Regions from separate parts of the Mus musculus genome. Here region 2 is linked to region 1. Evidence: chromatin contacts called from public HiChIP or PLAC-seq data. All regions are on one chromosome and are shown on one strand. Each heading gives the region's core, a stretch centred on a gene start, on an enhancer-like site or on the middle of the called end of the contact. The rest is flanking DNA. Distances are from core to core; before and after follow the strand shown.

Evidence for each region. HiChIP or PLAC-seq counts read pairs in DNA pulled down with a chosen protein or histone mark.
Region 2: a contact with region 1 is called in an H3K4me3 HiChIP or PLAC-seq map of craniofacial prominence, with 5 times the contacts expected there. The contact joins two enhancer-like sites. A contact is called at or near these places in 1 of 484 Hi-C or Micro-C datasets (liver), 1 of 115 datasets of contacts at active chromatin or transcription factors (craniofacial prominence) and 2 of 9 other capture datasets (embryonic stem cells and embryonic trunk).

What each region holds. Positions count from the first base shown.
Region 1 is chr5:37,900,485-37,904,405 of GRCm38.p6, forward strand. No RefSeq gene overlaps it. Among named protein-coding and RNA genes, the nearest start is that of Gm20052, 8.7 kb to the left of the region's middle. RefSeq lists an enhancer at 622-2,009. Within about 2 kb of position 1,662, at least 19 of the 459 cell types and tissues checked have an H3K27ac peak or open chromatin away from gene starts, as enhancers often do. A contact at or near this core is called in craniofacial prominence, where this site is marked.
Region 2 is chr5:38,063,875-38,067,671 of GRCm38.p6, forward strand. All of the region lies in intron 1 of Stx18 (syntaxin 18), which reads left to right. Among named protein-coding and RNA genes, the nearest start is that of Stx18, 27 kb to the left of the region's middle. Within about 2 kb of position 1,812, at least 23 of the 459 cell types and tissues checked have an H3K27ac peak or open chromatin away from gene starts, as enhancers often do. A contact at or near this core is called in craniofacial prominence, where this site is marked.

The DNA of each region.
Region 1 (3,921 bases), core at 412-2,911:
TTTAGAGTGTCTCCCAGAAGAGCTGAGTCATCCTGATTCCCTAAAGATGCTGCGGTCCCTCCTCAGCATCCTCACAGCCAGGAGGTAGTTGGGGGTGGTGGGGGCGGGGTTGCTGAAGATGAGGTGCCAGCAGCTCTCAGGAGACACTGCCTCTGTGGGAAGAACCCACCTCAAGTCTGGCTACACTCTTCCTGATTCCTGGCAGCCTGGTTATCAGCCAACCCCACAGAAAGGCTCTGGAGGATATCCAGGGCTTAAAGGGTATGACAGAAGGGGAGGGCTGTTGAGCCCAATTTCTCTACCTGCAGCTATGTCTAGGGATCCATCCTATCCTGACTCTAGACCTCTCTTCTGTCTCCTGTCCTGGGTCCTTAACAAACCATTCAGTCCTGGGGATGCCTAACTCAGAAGACTGCACAGATAGGTATGAAGCTGGGCTCCAGTGCTTGTGAAAGCTACCATCATTCACAAAATGGAGGTGCCCCCTAATGTTTGCCTGGCTACTCACAGGACTCCTAGAACTCACTCTGTAGACCAGGCTGGCCTCCAACACAGAGATCTGCCTGCCTCTGCCGCCAGAGTGCTGGGATTGAAGGTGCAAGCCGCCATGCCCAGCTGAGGAAGGGCAGTGTGTTTTAGCTGGAAACACGGTGCAAACTGAACACAGCTGGAAACACGGTGCAAACTGAACACAGACGGAAACTCTCTGTCTTACAAGTGGCAGGGAGAAATGACAAGCCCTGGTGCTTCTCACAAGTACAGCCCATCTCCAGCTCTGCCTGAGAGAGCTGGAGGAGCCAGTGGATGTCCTTGGAAGTCACAAGAGAGGAAAGGGGGGCCCAAATGATCAGAATTTGTGGCCCACCACCTCTCCTTTGCTCTGTCTGTCCCACAGATGGTGAGAGCATGATTGTACAACGTTCTAATCCTTAAGACCAGAGATGCGAAAGCCACAGAGAAGAATGATAGTGTGTCTGCTATCGGGGAGATGAGACTCCCAATAGCATGGGCAGAGCAGGCGCATGATCACAGCCGGGTAGAGGGAAAGAAACGTTTCTAGGGGAATGAAAAGGAAAACAGGTACCCATCCTCCCAGGATGTGAGATGTCACATAGATACCTCCGCCCACCCACAGCCACACCCCTGCCCAGGCTCCCTCCTGCAGTTCCCGGAACACAGAGTCTCCTTCCTCTTGGCTCCTAGGTTGTCTTCCTCGGCTTGCTTTTGGTTAATACCACTTTCCTGGGAGACCTTGCTCAGCCGCTATCAGCACCTTGAGGGGGTTAATGAATTGCTAGAAGTCACTCTTAAAACCTACTGCCCTAGCCTAAAACTCTGCAGGTCCCGTGTTGCCTTTCCAGAGCTTTGTCTACGCCCCCAAGGGCTCCCGACACAGCCTGCAGCCAAAGCCCCTACACAAGCAGGGCCTCCCCTCCTCCCCACTGGATTCCCTACCGGGCCACCACCGCAAAAAACAAGGGGGACAGAGAGCAACCATGTTTTAATTTACTCGATTAAATCACCATGTGGACAGAGGCTTGCGAAGGAATCTGCTCTACAGAACTTTCCATTTAATAGAATTAGTTGAAACCAGATCAGCCGAGCCCCGTCCCTGCAGGCCATCTGCCCAGACAGGGAACCGGCTTCCCTAAACAGAACCCCATGCTGCCGGGAGCCTCCTCTGAGGGGCCGGCAGGGAGTTGCCCCCTGCATCGGCCTGTCTGCTCCAAAGGCTCAAAGCCCTTCCCTGTGGGGCCGGCGGGGCCAGCAAAGCTCACCACCGATTTCAGCTACGGGGCGGGTGGGGGGTTTTAATCAGCATCACAGTTGGTTCCACCTGTGGAAGGCGCGTGCCAAAGCTGGGGACTACGGAGGGAGATGCCAACGGAAAAGATTTTAATTCAGAGAAAACTTCTGTCACATCTACTGCCCGGACTCTTCTGGAAAATTAGATAAACTAACATTTACTCAGTATTTTCACCTCCCAAGAAGTTTTCCACGTGTTTTACTTAGTCCTTGTGGCAATACTACCAGATTTTTTTCTTTTCTTTTCTTTTCTTTTCTTTTCTTTTTCTCTTTCTTTTTTTTTTTTTTTTTCAGATTGGTGGCAGTGGAGTTTAGTCACCCAAGGCCACAGGGTAAAGCCACATCCAGGCTTCAGAATTCTAGAAGGTAGTCACATCATCAGAAAGCCTACTGACCCGAACGAAGCAAAGGACACACTGTTGTAGGGCCTCTACTGTGGTATCTGTTTTCCAGCTTTTTTGCTGTGCATTGGAGCCCAGAATAACTGCTTCAAATCTTACTGAAATAGTTGTTTGGACCAGGGGAAACAGTTTAACTCCCAAATCTGGCTTTCCTTGTCCATGAGGGATGTAAGAGAACAGTGACAACTGTCTCAGTGTCCCAGGGAACTGTCTGCACACTGTTGGGACTTAACTAAGCCTGCTGGGAGTTCCAGGTTGTCAGTACAAATCCTGGGACTGCCCATGTTAATCCCCCAGGGAGTAAATGCCTGTACACTAGGTGCTTAGACACCTACCATTCCAAGCAGAGCCTAATAAACGCAGCCTCGGGGCCAAATGCAGACACTTGTTTTTATGAATGGTTTTATTGGCATGCCAGCATCCATTCCTTTACATATCAGCTATGCAGTTTCTTCCTCACACCAGCAAAGCAGGGAGTTGCAACAACGGAAACCATGAATATATACTGTCCTGTCCTCTGGGGGGGGGGGGGGGGGGCAGGGAAGGGTGAGGTGTGGCTCAGTGAAGCACTACTTGCCTAACACACACAAGGTGCTGGGCTTGACACCCCTACACCCAGCACAGAGGCAACACGACCTGACTAAGAGGCAGGAAAGGAGGGAGAAGTGGCCAGGGTGGCACTTTATCCTGAAGGGCACCTGCAAGGCACTCAGTCCTAAGCATCCTATATCCTCATCCTAGAACTAGCTTGAGTCCCAGGTGTCTGACAGGGCGTTCTTGGGTGAGAAATAGAAACTTTAAATGTGCCCTGGTGAGTCCTCTTGGGGAGTTTTAAAGAGGGGTCGTGGGGGTAGGGTGCAGCTGTCCCATTACTAAAGAACTCTTTCCAAGTCTGGCTTTCACCACATGGGAGGCTGCTGTATGCAGCTGATGCTCGCAGATTTATAAGGTCAGGTTTTATAGGCCTCCAGATCTACACGGTGTCTTACCACATGCTTGTTACAAGTGCATGATGCTGTCCTGCTAAACTGGGCAACTAATATATTATGCTTCATGGTTGCAGCAGACAGGAAGGAAATTCTCCAAGTAAAATATGGTCTCCGGAACTCTGCAGTGTCCCAGTTTCTCAGCCCTGGTTGGGCAGTTCCATAGCCCTGGTCTATGGTTGCTTTTCTCATTTTCATCCTTAACTCCCAAATGGCAGGTGCTGTTCAGTTGATGGGCCCACATGGCATATATGTGTAAGTAGAGACCCTTACTACTTGAGGCAGGAGGAGCTCTGAGGAGAACATTTTCCTAGTTGGAAGGGATCGTGTAGTGCTCCCCAGCCCAGGCCCAAAGGGGACAACACTATGTCACTATAGCATTGACAGGGAGGTTGCTTCAGGCTGTAACCTTTGAGCTGAGGCTGTTTGAACAGAAGAAGTGAAGTGGCCCGGATCAGGATGCCCCTGGCAGTTAAGTATCTGGGTGTCTATCCCCTCAACTCGGGCTTCTCAAACCCTGCACCTCAGAGGACTTCCTGGTATGAACAGGACTCAGCCAGCTCTAGGAAGCAGAGGCAAAGATCCTTCTTGATCATTGAGGGAGGGAATTCGGGGACCTTGTGGATAGAAGAAGGGAATGGAAGGGGCTTTTGACTTCAGCCCTATAAGTCACAGATTCTCAACCTGTGGATCAAGACCCCTTTCACAGGGATTATCTAAGACCATTG
Region 2 (3,797 bases), core at 562-3,061, 160 kb after region 1:
ACAATCACAAGGCCAAAGTTCTGTCATGGTTTTGTACAAATGCCTTATTCTGATCCTATCTTGGTTTAAGCATGAGCCTTACAGAGAGCAAGGGCGGAAATTGGGAATGATTTTCTACAGCACTTACATGCTACTCTGCTTCTAGTCATTCAATACAGGTCAATCTTAAGCTGAGCAAATCGGTATAAGAAAATCTGTACACATGTGAAGTGGGAAATCGGGGTAGTTGTTCATTTTCCGTGAAGATATAACTTATGGAAGATTTAATTTTAGAGACACTTCCTGGGTCCTATAACTTAAAGTAGGCTTAATTTTAGAGCTACTTCTTGGGTCTGTGCAAGATCATTATACTTGCAGTGACTTCTTTTAGAGGCAGGAATGAGCCATCTGTAGTGACAGAAACAGTTGCTTCTGCAAAATGTGCCTCAGTTCAAATCAGTGCTGTTAAAACACACCATTATCTTTGTGCCTTAGAAACTGTCTGATTTTGTGACAAGAAGAGGTGATATTGATCATGTTTGTGTGTCTTACCAGGAGTGTTGGTGAAACTGCCAACTGTGACTGTGAAAACCTGTTTTAGGCCTACACACATGTGATTTCAAGAAGAACAGCAACTTAGGATTTATTCTGTGGCCATAAAATCCTCTTTGCTGTAAAACCCGAACACTCACAGCAGCTTCTGAAAATGGAACCTTGAGACTATTCTGTATCCTGTACTTTCTGTTTTCACTTTTCTGGAGTTAGGACATTTCTACTCTATCAGTATGGCAACAAAAGTGAGTTTAGGGAATAGAAAATGAAGCTTTAATTGGAATGGAGATTGAAAAAAAATGTTCCTAATGTCATGATGTGGGTGGGAAATCCACGAGGAATGCACAGACTGGCTACAAGGCAGCCCTCCATCTCAAGCTGTTTTCCCCAGGGTCGTCTGACAGGGTTGGGGCCTGAGAAGTGTCTGCCTGTGTATTCAGCACACCAAGCAAAGGCAATGGCGTTTCAGCCAGGGCTGGGAGTCCGTGCACAGGGATCTGGAGCCTATGCATCAGGGAGCGGGCTCTGGGGATTTATGTGGTGCTGTGTGGTGACTTCATGCTTGTCCTGCTGGATAAAGAGTGCTGTGTTTATAGTAGGGAGGGCCTCTTTTTTTTAGATTAGGAAGTAGTTTTGCTTGTTTTGTTTTAGCACAGACAAAATTCCTGGTCATTTGCAATTCTTAAAAAGCCATATGCAAGGGTTTAGTCAAGAATATGCTTTGCTTTATAAGTTACCCGGCTGGAAGATAACCATATCAATGTTGCTAACGACTTGTGTCCAGAAGAATGTTTGCTTTTTCTGTTTTTCACTTGAGCCCTTTAGGAAGTATTTTTCATGGACTTCAAGTGATACAAACTCATTCATCAAACAGTAACATTTATATGTGAAAATCTTCATCATAAGGCAGTTTCTGCTAGAAGAGAGGCAGGGTCTTTGAATTTCCCCCCAAAACTGCAACTTCAGAAAATATGTAAGAGATGTAGCAATTAACCTACATGCAGGTTTCTAATACTAGAAAATGGGCAGCTAGTTACATTCAAAGACAGGATCTGATGGGCCCAAATTGCTTAAAACAGCACAGTTACTGAAGATCTTCCCTAGGGAGCTTGAGAAACCATTTAACAGATGAAAGTACATTCTGAAAAGTCTGACCTTACAGGCAATCATAAAATGAATCAAAACAGTGCTTTTTCCCCCTGAAATGTACAGAGCCCATCTGTGTCTAATCCAGTAATTATAGACTGTGTTCAATTACCTTTTCAAACTTGGAGCAGACTGGAGACTAGGCAGTGAACAAACATAGGGTTTTGTCTAGACCTCAATTGACCACAGTCTAAAACGTGAATTTATATCTAATTTTATTTTTTGTTTGGTTTGATAGTTCTTAGAGGATTCATTTTTGCTACTTGGTATTTCAGCCTCTTGATCTCAGACACCGCCTTCTCTCATCACAAAAGCTTTTGTATCTGCTGTGGCTTAAGCTGTAACAAGAGGTTTAGTTTTGTGAGTAGTCACTGTTGCTTGCAAATCAATAATTTGTGCTAGAGAAAAGGCTACACTGGGCTGGGGGAGGGGGTTTCGCCAGTGAGTAGCATTTTTTAAAATAGCCCTTTAAATGTGTTGCTGCTGACTGTAACTCTTTGTTGTATGGTTAGGAAAAATAAATTATTTTCCTTAAATGTAAAAAACTCTTATAATTTTCAGTTGCTATGTTCATTTACCATTTTAAAAAATACTTGGAGATGGCCAAAAGAAATCTGTCTTTCCCTATTCTCTCAGTGGTACAGGTTCAGTGCACATTCATTTTTATTGTGTCTGCTGACTTTGTTATAAGATGTATTTTCAACCCTTAAATAAGTCAGTTTATGCTTTGATGAATCAGATTGTTATATTTTGTCCAAAAACCTTGTCAGTTCAAGTTTTTTTTGTTTTTTGTTTTCCAAATGCAAAACAGAAGATTACCATAACTTTGCAGTGGGATAGCCTTTTTGTTGTTGATGGAGTTTAGTACCACTTATCTCATGACAGCCGGGTTGCAAACACATGTTTTGGTGAAGTATCATTGCCTACCAGCCAAGAATTTTTCAGAAACTTTAGGACCATTTTTAGTATGTGATTTTTTTAGGTAGCTGTGTTCTTTAGATTGCTCTCCCCTTTGGAAGGCTTAAGACTGACACAAGGGATGGACTAATTATACTTGGTCATATAGATGCTTTTCTGGGAGTCACCTGAAGAAATGATACAACAGGTCATGTATACCTTCTCTGCAGAGTAGGGTGAGCTCTATGCTAAGAACATATGGCCCTGAGCTTCCTCTGTCTCCTTCATGGACCCCATTCTGTGACACTGTTGGCACAGTGTACTGTAGGCTTCCCTGTAGGAGCTGGAGAGACACTTTGGATCTTCTGCCACCTATCCCTCTTTGCTTAGAGAGCGGTTTCTCTGCCCATCTGTTTACTGGGGCAGCTCCTTCCTAGCTCCTGCTCACTGCCCAATGTGGGAACTCCTGTAGTTGTGTGGGTTTCATATTAGCTGATTAACCCCACTCACATATAAGTGCCTTCAGATCAAGGCTGGGTGGGTGTATGTTCTCCCATTGTATCCCAGCCTCAACACAATGCCTGGCTTGTGCAGGCAGTCTGCTCTTGTTGTCTGAGTAAGGAAAAAATGGATCTCCCATCGAATCTTTAGTATTGAAAGGTCAAAGGGAAGGATCCTTAAAGTGAATAGAAATTATATCTGAGTGATACTTAAGTACACACTCTTTCTATGTAGCTCTGTTTTACACTCTTAATTTTTAACTGATAGTCATAAAGTGAGTTTTGTCTGTGGAATCTCAGTTTCTCCTTGAAGCTTCCCTGCCTGTTGCTTTGCTGACTTTCTGATGGCTGATAGCAGGTTTTATGCAACTGCTTACCTCACCTGCAGTGAGAAAATTGAGAAACCATTCTCTGGTTTGCACATCTGCAGGTCTTCATGATTCCTATGGAAACTTTACAGGGATAATCACCTAATAGAATTGAGTACTTACTACTTGAAAGATGCTGCTAAATGTGGTGCATTTTGAAGTGTGAGACGAGTGGTGATGTCTCCTTTATGACTAGCTCACAGCTATCCCCCACCCTCGGTTCACAGTGTCCTGACACTTCTACTCTCAGGTTGAAAGGGAATGAAAGCATGTTCATATATAGGCAGTGATGTTTAGTTTAAACAGTTCACGGTTCTCCAGATAGATCTCAGACCACTCCTTTTCTCCATGCTTT